Regions from separate parts of the Sus scrofa genome. Here region 1 is linked to region 2. A link is a contact called in public Hi-C data. All regions are on one chromosome and are shown on one strand. Each heading gives the region's core, a stretch centred on a gene start, on an enhancer-like site or on the middle of the called end of the contact. The rest is flanking DNA. Distances are from core to core; before and after follow the strand shown.

The links. A called contact is a pair of places that touch in the nucleus more often than the background predicts.
Region 1: a contact with region 2 is called in a Hi-C map of liver, with 1.9 times the contacts expected there. The contact joins two enhancer-like sites. A contact is called at or near these places in 2 of 47 Hi-C or Micro-C datasets (liver and skeletal muscle).

What each region holds. Positions count from the first base shown.
Region 1 is chr13:61,174,045-61,178,651 of Sscrofa11.1, reverse strand. All of the region lies in intron 4 of ITPR1 (inositol 1,4,5-trisphosphate receptor type 1), which reads right to left. Among named protein-coding and RNA genes, the nearest start is that of ITPR1, 110 kb to the right of the region's middle. Within about 2 kb of position 1,476, at least 6 of the 83 cell types and tissues checked have an H3K27ac peak or open chromatin away from gene starts, as enhancers often do. A contact at or near this core is called in liver, where this site is marked.
Region 2 is chr13:60,938,885-60,943,846 of Sscrofa11.1, reverse strand. No RefSeq gene overlaps it. Among named protein-coding and RNA genes, the nearest start is that of SUMF1, 96 kb to the left of the region's middle. Within about 2 kb of position 1,931, at least 10 of the 83 cell types and tissues checked have an H3K27ac peak or open chromatin away from gene starts, as enhancers often do. A contact at or near this core is called in liver, where this site is marked.

The DNA.
Region 1 (4,607 bases), core at 227-2,726, 240 kb before region 2:
AGATAGATGCAAAGACCCATGTTGGGGGAGCAGGGCCGGACGTCCAGAAGAAATGCCCAGAGTTGCCTCCCCACACCTGAGCCTGGTTCCCAGCTGCCTTCCTGACTCTGTGAATGACTGACACTCTTCTGACTGTTTCCTCTTTGGCTTAAGTTAGTCAGTTTCTGTTGTTTGTGACCAGAAGTCTGAGCTGACCTGTAGAGTAATAAAACATGTTGCACTCTGCTGGCAATGGAAATAAACAAATGCCAAAATAAGAGTGGGGCAAGGAATCTGGAAACCCTGGTTCCTGCTCTCGCTCCACCCCTCACTAGCTGAGCAGCCACAACCAGGTTCCTAAAGCTCTCTGTGTCCACATGTCTTACTCTAGAAAGCCTCCAAGTAAAACCTGATGAAGTATTTGGAAGCTTATAGTCCATGTGAGACAAGTCACAGAAAACCCAAAGGTGGAAGCACGGAGATATGGATACCTGGGTTTAAACCTCAGCTCTGTCCTATGTTAGGTGAATGATCTTGGGGGAAATTATCTCATCTCTGTAGGTTTTTATTTCTTGTCTATAAAAGGGCAATAACCACAAGTAATAACTCACCAACTAGCCTAAAAGACTACTTCGCTTAAAGAACTAGTACAGATCCTGGCATGGAGCAAACAAATATTAGCTGCTCAGACAGACTAGATAAACAAATTGCTGGAAGGCTACTCTGCAGTGCAAAGTATTGATGCATTTCACAAACATTCTTTTGAGTGAAAGAAACAAAAGCAATTTAAAAAAAAGTCCATTTACACTGAATGAATCCATTCACATGACTACAAGAATAGGCAAAGCTTATCTATAGCTACAGAGTCAGAAGAGTGGTTACCTTTGGATAGATATTTGCTGGGAAGGGGCACTTTCTGAGGTGCTGGAAATGTCCCCCTATCTCATTCTGGTGGGAGTCATGTGAGTATAAATGCATTTAAAAATTCATCAATGGGAGTTGCTGTTGTGGCTCAGTGGGTTAAGAATCCGACTAATATTCATGAGCATGCATGTTCAATCCCTGGCCTCACTCAGTGGTTAAAGGATCCCACATTGCTGTGAGTTGTGGAGTAGGCCACAGCGTGACTTGGATCTGGTGTTTCTGTGGCTGTGGTATAGGCTGACAGCTGCAGCTCTGATTTGACCCCTAGGCCTGGGAATTTCCATATGCCCTGAGTGCAACCCTAAAGAGACAAAAAAAAAAAAAACCAAAAACTTCATCAAGCAGTGCTTAAATTTAAGGCTTGTACATTTCTTTATGTGAGTGCGTAATACCTTAAGGAAAGAAGAAAATTAAAAAGCAGCTGTTCTCACCGAAAGGAGGATGATCTTGATGCTAATAGAAAAAATTTCCCTTCTATAAAAGGTTAACAATAGTGTCTGACAGCCGTCACTGGGAAAACATGCTTTGTTTTGTCAGGGTTCGGCCTGGGCGTTCTCTGGCTCATGACGGACAGGAGGAAGGGTGGAAGAGATGACATCACTGACTCCCTAAAGGGCCACTGCTATTTGTTAACCACAGGACATTCTGGGCAGTGAGAAATCCCTGGCCCAAAGTCCAATGCCCAAAGGGACTATAACCCAGGGAGGCTTTTCCCCACTGAATCCCTATTCTGTCCAAATAGTTTTAAATCATTAATAGGCAGCGGTTTAAAAAATGTAATTGGGGAGTTCCCGTCGTGGCGCAGTGGTTAACGAATCCGACTAGGAACCACGAGGTTGCGGGTTCGGTCCCTGCCCTTGCTCAGTGGGTTAACGATCCGGCGTTGCCGTGAGCTGTGGTGTAGGTTGCAGACGCGGCTCGGATCACGCGTTGCTGTGGCTCTGGCGTAGGCCGGTGGCTACAGCTCCGATTCAACCCCTAGCCTGGGAACCTCCATATGCCACGGGAGCGGCCCAAGAAATAGCAACAACAGCAACAACAACAACAACAAAAAAAAGACAAAAAGAAAATAAATAAATTAATTAATTAATTAAAAAAAATGTAATTGGTAATGAAATGCCATGATGTCTGATATGTGCTTCAGAAAAGCTGGGTATTTATAGACACGAGATTTGCCATGAGTTGGTAACAGGTAAAGGTGAGTACCGGATATACGGAGGTTCATCATACTATTATATTATTCTCTCTATACAGGCTTAAATTTTTGCACAATAAAAGTCTTCAAAATCATCTACATTTATTTCCAAGCATAAAACTTTCCCCAAAATCAATCAAGTGTTCACAAAATTCAAAACAAAGCTATTTTTCTTTAAGAAGAAAGAAAGAAACAAGGAGGCAGAGAAGGAGAAAAGCCTGTTACATATATAATCTGGTCAAATTTGCCAATCTATCTCAAAAACCAGTATGTTCTGGAAAGAAGGAAACAGCTGGAGGGACTTGTCAAAGAAGAAATACAATAGTCAGAAGTGCACAAAAACTTGAGACGATACCCAGCTCAGGTTAGATCTGTGAAGAGTAAACAATATTATGGATTTTTGTTTATTTTTTCTTTTTATGGCCATACCTGTGGCACATGGAAGTTCCTGGGCCAGGGGTCGAATTGGAGCAGCAACTGCCAGCCTACACCACAGCCACATCAATGCCAGATTCAAACCACATCTGTGATCTAAACAGCAGCTTGTGTCAATGCTGGGTCCTTGACCCACTGAGGGAGGCCAGCAATCGAACCTGCTTATTCACAGAGACAATGTCAGGTCCTTAACCCACTAAGCCACAACAGGAACTCCAATATCATGGACTTTAGGTTTAAAACCTTGCTGTGTAGAACTCTATCTCTTCAGTATCTCTCAAGGCAAATGAAATCTCACTGTGCATAGTCCTAGCTATTTCGAAAATTAATGCACCTGTGAACCTCTGAGTATATGTTACCTCTTCTAAAAAAGGGCCTTCTGAAGATTTGGAACATCTAGTGTGAAAAGATTTACATGAGCTACTGGGTTGGTCATCCCAAGATTCTCTTAGAAAAATCCTTCTGCCATGAAGAACTACCATCACATGAAGGAAACATACACAGTTTCTCTCGGATTTGATTTCTCGTTCATCCAACACACATTTCTTAAGCATCTGTGCACTGGAGACACAATGTCAATAAAACTTGGTCCCTGAGCATCCTTGGGCAAACAGGAACATCAGGTAACCCCAGGCTATTTAGAGTAGAAGAGCATCTCACCCAAGCCAGGGAGAGATGGGAGAGACAGTGTGAGAAGGCCTTCTCAAGCGTACTTTGCAGCACCGATGCTCAAGCCCACAGGCAAGGCGGCAAGAAGGATGGACCATGTAGAGAGAAGAGAAGCTGGAGAATCTGTTGCATTATATAGAGCAATCAGTCCCCGAATTAAATTGCTTTTCTGTAAAGTAGGTCAGACTTCTGATACAACCCACTGTCCAGAAGAGACAGACTAGTACTGCCAACCTGCTGGCCCTCCTCCGGACCCTATCTGGAGGGGGGAATTGGGGGCGGGTATCACCCTTTGACTACAACACTGTCCTTCCCTCACACATTCTCCATGTGCTGTTCAAGGCAACCAGGGCTGACTGAGTGGAGCTGTCACTGCTGGTGTGTATTCATTTCTTCATGGAGAGGCAAGAAGGCAAGTGGACACCAATGGCCAAAGGCAGATGCAGTCCCATTTCTGTTGCTCTGGCCCTTTCTTGCATGGTCTCCACTGAAGACCTAGTGATCCAACCCTGTGCCCCTCTATGCTTCCTCCCAACCCCAGATCCTCAACGAGTCCCTTCTATGCATGAGGTGGGCCATTTCCTCTTACATACTTTTGATTTTTTTTAACATATTAAGCATACCCACAATGAACAGACGGCTTACAAAGAGACCCTTTCACTCACCCTAACTCACTAAAAAGGAACTAAGACAACAAATCAGGAGTCACCCAAAGGTGTCATATAGTTACCCTAAATGAAGAGAAAAGTCATTAATTTATTTCATGACATGTTTCCTTTACTTAATGTTATTTTTAATCCTAGCAAACACAGCCTACCATCAAACAGCCTTTTTAAATCAAAATATCTCTCAGGAAAAATGACTGTCAAGCTTTTTCTCTCCTCCAGAACATCCACCTTAAAGATACAATACAACCCCATCCCAAAGAGTGGCTTATTATAGAAGTGGTTCTCCAGGAAGGCACCTCAAGGATGACCCCTCCTCCTAAAATTATTATACCGAGGGTTCTCAGCAGTACTACTGACACTGTGGGCATCATCTGTAAGTCTTTGTTTGGGGGGCAGGGAGAGGGGGGACGTTGTCCTGTGCAATGTAGGAAGTCTGGCAGCATCCATAGCCTCTACATTTCAGGTGGCAGTACAGGCCTGTACCATATCTCCTAGTTCTTACACTCAAAAAGGCCCCCCATTGAGAACCACAGGGTTAAGCCTTCCTTTCTATTCTATTTAAGAATCAGTGTCCTAAAGTTACCTAAAAGGACAAAATGGATAAACACAACAGAATGGGGGCGGGGGGAGGCATTCCAGATCTTTTGCATCATGTCTCAAAACCACCTTCTTTGTTTGCTATATTTGAAATTCCACAGCAAACAAAGATGCTAGAGTTCTCTTTCTAAAACTGACTT
Region 2 (4,962 bases), core at 682-3,181:
TTCATTTTAGTAAGTATTTATTTGGGCTAGAATGTGGTGGGGTAATGGCTCCAAACTAATATATTGGTAACTTCTGTAGAAATGGACCGTCTTTACTGAGAATTCTATTGTTGACATAAAATAAGGCAACAGGTCTTTCATCTATGAGAAGCTCACAATTTTAGGCTTCTTGCCCTCACCTTTTCAAAATGGCTTATGTTTTCAGGCTACACAGAATTGTTTTATGTGGTAAAATCCATAGTGGACTTAATAAAAGGAGTATTTTGAAAAAAATAAGGAAATATGGGGTTTTTTTTTGGTTCTGAGACTTTAGGAATTTCATACAAGAGACTAAGGTGGGATTTATTTTTCTTTATAAAATGATATTTTGCATGCATTTCTTCCTCATTCCTTCCACTAACCTCCCCACTGGCAATATTTCTCATCAGGGAGTTAACCTGCAGGCTGGCGATTAGGTGGAATTCAGGAGGTGTGGAGCCTGGCTCTCGAGGGAACAGGGCCCAGGCTGAATGTGTGAGTGATGCCCATTCTAAAGGCGCTGCCACTGCTCTGCCCTCCCATGGCTGCTGTGCAGCAGTGCCAGCCCAGAGTTGCTCTGTACCCCAGTTTCTGTGAGTAGCTGGTTGTCTGCATTCTCATGTGAAGTCTTCTGAGTTTTTAATGTTGGCAACCAAATCAGATTTAAAAAACAAAACAAAACTGGACGTTCCCATGGCGTCATGGGTTGAGGATCTCGCATTGCTGCACCTATGGCACAGGTTACAACTCTAGAGGGGGTTGAATCCAGCCCAGGAACTTCTACAGGCCACAGGTGTGGCCAAAAAAACAAAAAACAAAAAACCCTCGAAAAACAAACACGAATACACACTGTGAAGACCTAATAAATTGCTTCTGTAGCCAGATTTAGTCTGGAGGGTGCAAGTTTTCAACCTAGATTATGAAAATTTATTCATTTCAAGGAGCACAAAATCTTGTATTCCTTTCTGGAAAATGATCGAGTAAATAATGTACCAGTTATAAATGTCCAACTGTGAGAAAGGGCAGTGGCTTGCCCAGGACATCATCTTAGCAGAATTGCCTTCTCTCCATCCCCATGCCATCCCACCTAAAATCATTTAACAGCCATGGGTAATCTCAGCAGTGCTCTCAACAGTTCATTTTCATTAACTGGCACTTACTACTGAATTTGCAGACAAATATCAAAGAATAGCAGAAATGTCAGTTTCTTGACTGTGAGTGTCATTTATTAAAACTTAGTTCTCTGTAATACAAACTACCCCAGAGTAGGCCTTGTTTTTATAGGTTTTGCCAGAATCAGTCATGCTATTAGTAAAAGATGGCCTTTGTTGTTTAAAAATGCCGTGGAAATTATTAACTCCAAGAGCCTCAGACGGAGCTCTGGCAGCAGGCCAGAATGCCTGACTCTTTATGTTGAGGCCATTGGAGCAGCAATCTAATTTTTTGATTAAGCAAAATCATTACAAATAGTATTCAGATAGGCTGTAAAATGAGAAATGCTCTTCTCTGAAACTTGCCCTATTTAGGATTGGAAAGTTGACGGGATTATCGCCAAGGGGTGGAATTTTTCAGCTTCAAATCAGATTCTAATCTGCCCCCAAATGGTAATTGACCCCAAAATCATCATTATGAGAAGGCTGGTTGGGCCTTTGGAATTAGTCACCATTGTCAGGCAAGAAGGTGATTCCATTTCAGAGTAAATAAAGGTCTGGTAGATCCTTTCCTACCCCTGGGTCGGGGCCATGTTTTACAAACTCCTTGTTTTCTTTGCTGAGGAAATGGAACACCCATCAGAGCAACTCTTTTCCAGCATGTAAATTTGGCACCTCAACAGGGTAACATTAGAAGCTCTGAATCAACACTGAGGGGGAAAGTGAAACCAACTAACAGTCAATCAGGGAACAGAGATAAGCCCTTCCTTGTCAGGTGGCACTGATAAAAAGTTCACCTGCATTTAGTTTGGTGCCTGTGAAGAAGGGCCCTTTGTGGTTGCTTTTTTGAAGACTATAGTTTTTCTCTGTTTCAGACACTTGACAAATAAAATTTAATTTATTTACTTCTAATTGACACCTAAGGATGCCCTTTAATCTCTTCCATTAGCTTCTTTAAAAGGCAGTTTAGCATCATATGAAAAAAGCACCAGAATAAGATTATCTGGGATTATTTACCTACCCCTCCACCTACCTACCTTGTGACCTTAGCAAGTAATGCCCTCTCAGGCAAATGGGGGCAATGACCTCTTGGGCTTGTGGGGAGATATGAAATGATGCAAAAATATTTAGCACAAATTACTTTGGCAAAGTGCTTACTAAGTACTTGTTTCTATTAGGAGTATGATTATTAAGATAGAGGAGCAGGAAGGTACCACCAAACAGTCCTGATCAATCCTGGGGTTCAGCTTAGAACAGAGAGCCAAGTGAGCTGAGAGGGAGAAAGATCAAAGAGGCTGGATTTAAAAGCTTAACTAGACCTCTATCTCAAACACTTAAAAAGAAAGAAAGAAAGAAAAGCTGACATGATTGATTCCCAAACCTCTGTTAATACTTAAATTTGAAAAATGTGCTGATATTGTACCGTCCATCTGTTCCCCAAAGTTCTCTTTAAAGGAGAAAATTAGATCTGGTTATTTCTACATACATTGTATAATTCTGAAGCTTTTCCTCTTCAGTCTCTCTCACAAAGAACCTCTGGCAGGTTTAATATCAAGAAAATGTCATTTGTAGGCATAACAATAATTAAAAGAAAGAAAACAGACAAGGGAGGGCAGAATCTTGGCCAATAATATGTTGACTAGCCTGTTAATGTTACATATGTTTTCAATGCTAATTTGCATTCCAGAGAATTTTTTTAAAAGGTAATTCTGCTAAGTCATTTAAATTATTTCTTATTTAATTTTTCTCTGAGATGATTGGTCCATGATCTAGACTCTAACCTCATAAATTACCAGATTTAAAACTCCAGGTGGAGAGTTCTCCTGTGGCACAGCGGGTTAAGGATCTGGAGTTGTCACTGCAGTGGCTAGGTCACTGATGTGGCATGGGTTCGATCCCTGGCCAGGCAACTTCCACATGCCTTGGGGAAAAAAAAAAATAACAACAATGAAAACAAAACCCTCAAAACGATGTCCAAAGGTCCAAAGAATAGTTGAGGGTTTGGCAGCCCTCACAGGGATTGGTGCAACAGGTTTTGAGAACAGTAGCTCTCAAAGTGTGGTCTCTGGACCCCATTTAGGGGGCTGAGTCGAAATTGTTTTCCTAATAATAAGATGTGGTTTGCCTTTTTTATGAGTGTATGGTGAGTATATTGAGGGATTTTCCACGTACTACATGATTTATAGCTTGATGGATCATAAAATATGAGCTTGTATATTTTTATATTTTAAATTTTTTCCAGTCTTAATTTTTGATATGCTATACATTAGCTATAAGCTATATTACAGAAGCTCTCTGGGGGTCTTCAGTAAGATGTGGGCATGTATAGGGGTCCTGGGAGCCCCAGAAGAGTTTGAGGGCTTCTGATCTAGGAGAAAAGCAAGGTCAGATGGTGACTGAATCTGTCTTGGGAATAATATCTTCTCCATCTCTTCTGAAAATAATCAAGAAGAACTGAGTTTAAATGACCACAAGAGTAAGTAAAACGATATGTTAAGAAGTGCTTCTTTCCTATTCCTTTTGGGAGACCTATTAAATACATGCAGAGGAGAATTTCCTGCCCTGGCTCCAAGAAGACCCACCAATAATTTAGTTGAAGCAGTGACCTCACAGGGTCAGGAAGAGGAAGCCTGGGCAGCAGCGCAGGCAAATGGCCCCGCCATGGTTGTCACATTTTCACAGAGATGGTGATAATGGAGTTGGGTTCTCTGACAATCCTATGCATGGACGGCCCCAAACAATCCTGTAGCTGGAGTCCCTCTGATATAGGACTCCCCAAAGGGCTTTGTAATGTTAGGTGTACGTAGTTTAATTTCCCCTGCTGTTGCAGCCTCTGCTTGAGGAGGTGTGGTGGGACCCTGCAAGTCAACTGTCTGCCCCATCAGGTGATGGTTGTATCATAAAGCGAGTGAGAAAGCTCAAAGTGTTACTTTCATGAAGCAGCTCATTTCCTTTGGTGGAGTTGTCTTCACTGTGCTGTATGATTGTCATTGTTCTACCTTCCTCTTGCCTGGAACAAATTTAGGCACCCCTTGGCCAGGCCTTCTGTACCTGATCTAATTTAATCTGCAGGCAATCTTGTGGGAAGGGGGAAACACTGGTTATTTTTTATTAGTATTCCCATTGTGGACTTAGGCAGCTAGGGCTGTGTGTTTGCAAGGTGTCCCAGTGACATGGCTGAATAAGGCAGAATCAGGACCCACACCATTTTTGTGACTTCTCTGCATGGCATCACTAAGTATGCAGTTTTATTATGAATTTGGGGAGGGGAGGGGTGGATTGGAGAGGCAAGAGGAAGGCAAAAGTTGGCCTCAAGGAGAAAAAGAAAGGTAAAGGTTGAGGAGATGGAATGGATTTGTGATTAAGAATGTGGACTCTGGAGCCAGACTGTCTTGGTTTAAATTCTTGCCCTACTGCTTGCTAGATGTGTGACTTTGGGTAAGTTATTAACTGATTTGTTCTTCAGATTTTGAAAATTAAGTGGGAATACTTTTAGAAAAGGTACATTCAAGGCAAGAAGGTTAAAATTGTCAGTAGAGGGTAATCTGCATGCAAATCTTTGACCTGCTAAATATCCCTTCCGTATCATTCTCAGTATGGCCATGAGACATCCAAAGTTAGGACTCTGCATTTTCAAAAGGCATGTTTTCATCACATCTTTGTCTTTTCTAGAATGTGCTGCTGCTGCTTTTTACAAAGTGAACATGTTTCCATAAAGAAGTGGATTTTTTTTTTTTTAGGGGCAAGGTGGGAGAAGGCTGGGTATATGGGAAACATTCTTATGCTGGAAATA